2 separate regions of the Zea mays genome follow, and region 2 is linked to region 1. A link is a contact called in public Hi-C data. All regions are on one chromosome and are shown on one strand. The core of a region is the stretch at or near the end of the contact, and the rest is flanking DNA. Distances in the headings are between cores, read along the strand shown.

What was found. Hi-C and Micro-C count contacts between places; a contact is called where the count stands out from the background.
Region 2: a Hi-C map of ear shows a contact between it and region 1, with 2.7 times the contacts expected there. The contact joins the promoter of LOC100284262 here to the promoter of LOC100281108 in region 1. A contact is called at or near these places in 3 of 25 Hi-C or Micro-C datasets (ear, leaf and tassel).

What each region holds. Positions count from the first base shown.
Region 1 is chr1:281,357,533-281,360,232 of Zm-B73-REFERENCE-NAM-5.0, reverse strand. It overlaps LOC100281108, which reads right to left and starts at 1,371. Exons shown (of 2, transcript NM_001154027.3): 1 at 544-1,371; 2 at 1-331. The coding sequence starts at 1,302. The coding sequence ends at 191. It also overlaps a transcript of LOC100274394 not described here.
Region 2 is chr1:281,665,598-281,668,297 of Zm-B73-REFERENCE-NAM-5.0, reverse strand. It overlaps LOC100284262, which reads left to right and starts at 1,366. Exons shown (of 5, transcript NM_001157157.2): 1 at 1,366-1,704; 2 at 2,631-2,700. The coding sequence starts at 1,460.

The sequences.
Region 1 (2,700 bases), core at 122-2,621:
AAATCCCACTTGGAGGCTGCGACAACACTTGTACACAAACAGCACCGATTTCTACTTAAAAATAAATCAATAGAGCCAGGGACGCGGATGCTCGTTTTGCGCATCCGGTTCTTAAAGAAAAAAGAATCAAGAAATGAGGCTCGGGGTTCATGTTTCTTTTTCGCTTCTTGTTGTGGGGGAGGATCGCGTGTCAAAACACGTTTTGCACGTGCGATGACGGGCCTGGAAAACCAGGGGCGGCGCTCCCAGCTCCAAGCTGCTGCTGCTGCTTCCTCTCCACTTCCTGCAGCAGAGCCTCCTCCACGCCCCTTTCCACCTCGTCGGCCGCCATCTGCAAACCCAGGACGACAAGAGGAACCGCGTGGTTTAGCTCCAGTGTTGCGTCGATCGAGTAACTAACAACTAACAAGTGGCACACCCCATTGTCCATTGACAATGATTCTTTCGAGGGCGCTGACATGTTGCGGTTAATTTTGAAGTGGATCAGTCATTGTCAGCAAAGCACAAGGACGATTCAACGAGGATGGCGAGAGTGCTGCTCACCGTGGTCTCCACATTCATCTCCGTCCACAGCCTGCGCCCGGACAGGCTGGAGCGGATGCCCCTGGCCCTGACGTCCATGCCCTTGAGGCGCCTGAGCGCCCCGATCATGGAGTCGATGGCGGACGCCGGCTCGTCCACCTCGAACTGCACCTTGACGCACTGCTGCCCGGCGTCGTGGCCCAGGATGCGGGCCTTGAGCTCCTCGTTCCGGCGCTGCAGCTGGTCCCGCGCGCCCCTGAGCTCGTGGATGTACACGGCGGCGGCCTGCACGATGGAGTTCTTGTCGCCCCTGGACCGGGCCGCCACCAGCGCGTGCAGGTCGGCGTAGCTCTGGCTCAGCTTCTCGCGCCGCTGCCGCTCCCGCATCATGTGCCGGAACCCGCGGCTGCTCTCGACGGCGGCGGCGGCGGGGCCTCCCGCCGGCTGCCGCCGCCGGGGCGCCGGCTCTTCCCCGTCCTCCGCCATTGCCATGCTCTGCTCGCGCTGCCCGTCGCCCCCGCCCAGCGCGTCGATCGCCTGCCCGTGCACGCTGGCACCCCCGAACGGCGCTCTCACCCCTACGCCCACGCCCACGGCGCCCGTGTAGTCCTGGAACGAGGCCGGCATCGGCGGCGCGAAGGGCGGCTCCGGCTCCCCTGGCGAGGCAATGAGGCCGATGGGCAGCTCCGGGGAGGGCGGCACCGCAACGTGCGGGTAGAAGGACGGAGCCTCGTCGTGGAAGAAACTGGCGTAGTTGTAGTTGTAGGAGTCCATCTGCATTTCCGGCGTCCAGAGAGCGGAGACTGGTGGAGAGCCGAGAGCCGAGAGCGAGAGCGGTTTGGTTGCGTTGCCGGCAGAGAGTTGTTCGAGCGCGGGTTAAATAGGCACCGGTGCGGTGCAAGTGCAAGGAGGCCGTGGATCAAGATTACGGTCACGTGGTCAAATTGGCGTGTTGAGGGCTTGAGAGGCTCAGGTGCAGTGTCCCGCGTGTGCGAGGAAGAAGGGGACATGGGTGTAGTGGGCCCCACTGGAACAACAAGGCTGGGGGAAAGGTCAAACCTGGGATTTCGCGATTGTTAATTCGGGGTGAGGAGGGAAAAAGAGCACGTGCGAGCCCTGCAGAGACGCGCTTTGAAGTTTGGAGGCTAGCGTACACGTAGGATAGCCGTCTCAGAAGGTTCCACGTAGGGGGCCACTTGGAAACCAAGAGCCGGCGCTGTATTTGCCGCTCGCACCCCCACAAGAACTGCTATTTCAAAGAACTGTCACGCTAAGGGCATGTTTAGATCCACAGGACTAAAATAAAGTTACAAAACTAATTTAGTCACTCCCATTTAGAAAAAGTGACTAGACATTCATTAAAACATTAAATGGAGTGATAGAGGGAAGGTGGGGACCCAAGACTCCACAGTCCTAAGGGAGGTAAGGTGAGGGGAAAGTGGGGACCAGAGACTTTTCAGTTTTAGCTCCTCCATGAGAGCTAAAGGAGCTAAATCATTTTAGTCGTTTTATTTTAGTCCTGTGGATCTAAATATATCCTAAAGCTATCTCCAACACCCTGCTCCCATACTTTTTTCGCGTTTGTAAACTATCCACCAGCAGAGCGTGAACGAGGATGCGAAAAATGAGTGCCCTCCTTCCCATACTTCAAATCCACGGTTTATCTCTTCTCCACAAGTCTATATGTGCCATCTGCATACGCGTTTTTATTAGATAGAGGCGTCCTCTTGTTTACGCACGCGCATTCACACTTCGTGTTTTCCATTGCCCATGTGGCTGCCACTGGACATAACCTAACCGTCGATCTACAAAATTATCGTGCATTTATTGGCTTAATAAGTATATTAGGGGAGAAATTCAAGCACAGGGCACGTGAGCAAGACCAGGACTTCGCCATCCGATCGCGGTACAGTCTCCGTGCCCGCTGCCAGGCTGTAACCAGTAGGGAAGTACCCCCAAAGATTCCATCTCCTTCACCCTCCGTCGCGAAGTTCTCGACGGGCCAACTCATAATTCAAGTGGCCCGACCCACTAACGCGACTAACCATATCAGAAGACGGCGCGACAACTGACGGAAAAGCGGCGACGCCCCCACCGCTTGACATTGGTAGCAGCGGCGGTGCCGCCACACTATCGTCACTAGGAGCCATGGCAGCGTATTGAGGGAAACGACGACCG
Region 2 (2,700 bases), core at 117-2,616, 310 kb before region 1:
GTCCCTCTACTTTATTCCATTTTAGTTCATAAATTGTTAAATAGGGAAACTAAAATAGAGTTTTAGTTTCTATATTTAGTAAATTAGGGACTAAAATGGAATAAAATTGAGGGACTAAAAATTAGTCCCTAGAAACCAAACACCCCCTTAGTCATATGACACATTCAATAAAAAAAATCATCTCTCGTAGCATAAAGAACAACGCGCATTCATGGGTGAAAGCTGGGAAGTGGGAACAGATCCTTGACACACATGCAATGCAAGCTACTATGAGGATTGAGAGCTACTGCGGTCGGATATATGGATGCTCTCGCGCTCTTTACCGTTATATGAGGAGCACCCCTCATAGCGGAAAGCCAGAAACTATCATCATAAACCATAACCTCCTTTTGATTGTCTGTGCTTATCGCAATTCCTATATACTTACTAGTACATCGCATTATCTCATCCAGTAGTGAAATCGAGCTAGGAAGTTCATTTCATTTCATACAATCTACCGTGAAACTTTCTATATTCTATATGTGTCAACCTCCATTGTCGAAGAAAGACTATACTCCATCCATCCTAAAATACAATTTGTTTTAGACTAATCATACATTCGTTAAGAAATATATTAATATGAATGTAGTTTGCATGTATGTCTGTTTTTATTATCATTTGAATGAATATATAGATGGAAAAAAATATTTTGGGACGGAGGGAGTATTTCGTATGGATTTGGCATCTTGGCTATTTTCCTCTCAAAGGAATTTCACAAAAAAAATAAGGGGAGGCTACAATCCTTTCCTAGATCCAAATTACTAGGGTCCAGTATGATCCTTTTTCGCAAAAAAAAATATAAAACAAGGAGAAGCTCCTAGATAAATCACATAAATATATTATCATTGTTTAGCTGCGGCACCGTCCAATCGAAACTCCACACATGAACTGGTTTGATTATTAAAAGATAAATAATACACATAACACATGCTATGCTAACAAGTTGGCCTCTGCCCATGAATAGAGGAATCCAAACGGAGGAAACATGGAAACAAAAACTATTGGCTGCAACCTCCAACGAGGGGGCCTCACTGATGGTCTAACTAACTGCTATCGTAAGTTGCAACCCCAGTTCCATCTCCCTCCCTCTCTCTCTCTCCTCCTGCCATCACCCTAGAATACGAGTATTTACCTCCACTTTCTCTCTCCCTCCCATCTCCTCCTACTCCTCCCTCTATATAAATATACGCATCTCCACCCTGTTCCTGGGTCCTCTCTTCTTCCACCACCACCTCCTACTCCGCTGCAACCCCAAATCTCTCCTTCCTCGCATACGCGCGCAGCAGAGGAGCTGAGACCAACGAAGAAGAAGAACAACCGAGCAAGCACAAGCTTAGCTAGCGTGGAGGTGCCCAAGGCGACGACGGCCGCCGCGCCAGGCTAGCCAACCAGCTGCTCATCGCTCCTAGCTGCGGAGCCGATGGCTGGAGCCGACGTCGACGTCGGGACGGAGCTCCGCCTCGGCCTGCCAGGAGGAGGCGCCGATGCGGCCAAGGCTGCCAAGAGGGGCTTCGAGGACACCATCGACCTCAAGCTGAAGCTGCCCACCGCCGGCATGGAGGAAGCTGCCGCTGCCGCCGCCGCCAAGCCGGAGCCGGCCGCCGAGAAGGCCAAGAGGCCCGCCGAGGCGCCGGCCGCTGATGCCGAGAAGCCACCCGCACCCAAGTACGTGTACATCGATCTGCGCGCATGTGGATTTGTCTGCATGGGTTATTTTAGGCTTAAATTGACTGCTACTAGTGTCAGTTTACCGTTGCTATTTAATTACCGCGAGTCCACGATGCTAACCTTTTTTTTAAAAAAAAAACTAATGATTACGAACGTTACTGCTAACCATGAAATTCCTGTGAGTGCCATATATGATAAAAGGGGCTACGTTTTTTTACCCCTATTTTTTTATGTATGGAATAAAAAAAAGTAGAAACAGCTTAATGGCATTTGGTAGAAAGCGTGTGCGTGAATTTATGTGCAACTTGCTGTTTTTTTTTCTTCTTTTCCTCGCTTTCTTTTATTTATTCAGAGTTTTGTATTTACAGTACGTTGCGTAATCTTAGCATATCAACGGGACACACTTTTAGCAGCGCAAAATATCCATAGAAAAAGATCCTCTGGCAGAAAGTGCATATTGTGTATGTTCGTTGTAGCTCGCAAAGCGCCGCGCGAATTATCAACAGCTTTTTAAAAGCAACCGCATACCAGTATGTTCATTTGATGCCTGCCTTTGTCGGTCCATGTCTGAAAAGAATGTCGTACTTACTTAACCTTTTGGCAGATTCCATTAGGAAAAAGTGGCCTTGTAGTAGCTAACACCCCCTCCCCCCTCTTTAAACTGAAATAGAATTGACGGTTATAATTAACGGAATGTTTTGGATATCAGGAGAAATGGAGAACCAGACTTGTACCCCCCAAGTGATTTCTCTCTGAATAATAGTCATGGTCATGACACATGCGGCCTTACCAAATCACATTGTCATTAAAATTATTAGCAGAAACGCTGAGCCGGTCGCAAACAAGAATATAAACATGCATGATCTGGCTACCATAGTAAAGAAATATCAGTTTGAAGCTCTGACGAGGATAATTGTTACCAGGGCACAAGCTGTGGGTTGGCCACCAGTCCGGTCATACCGCAGGAACGTCATGACCGTCCAGTCTGTGAAG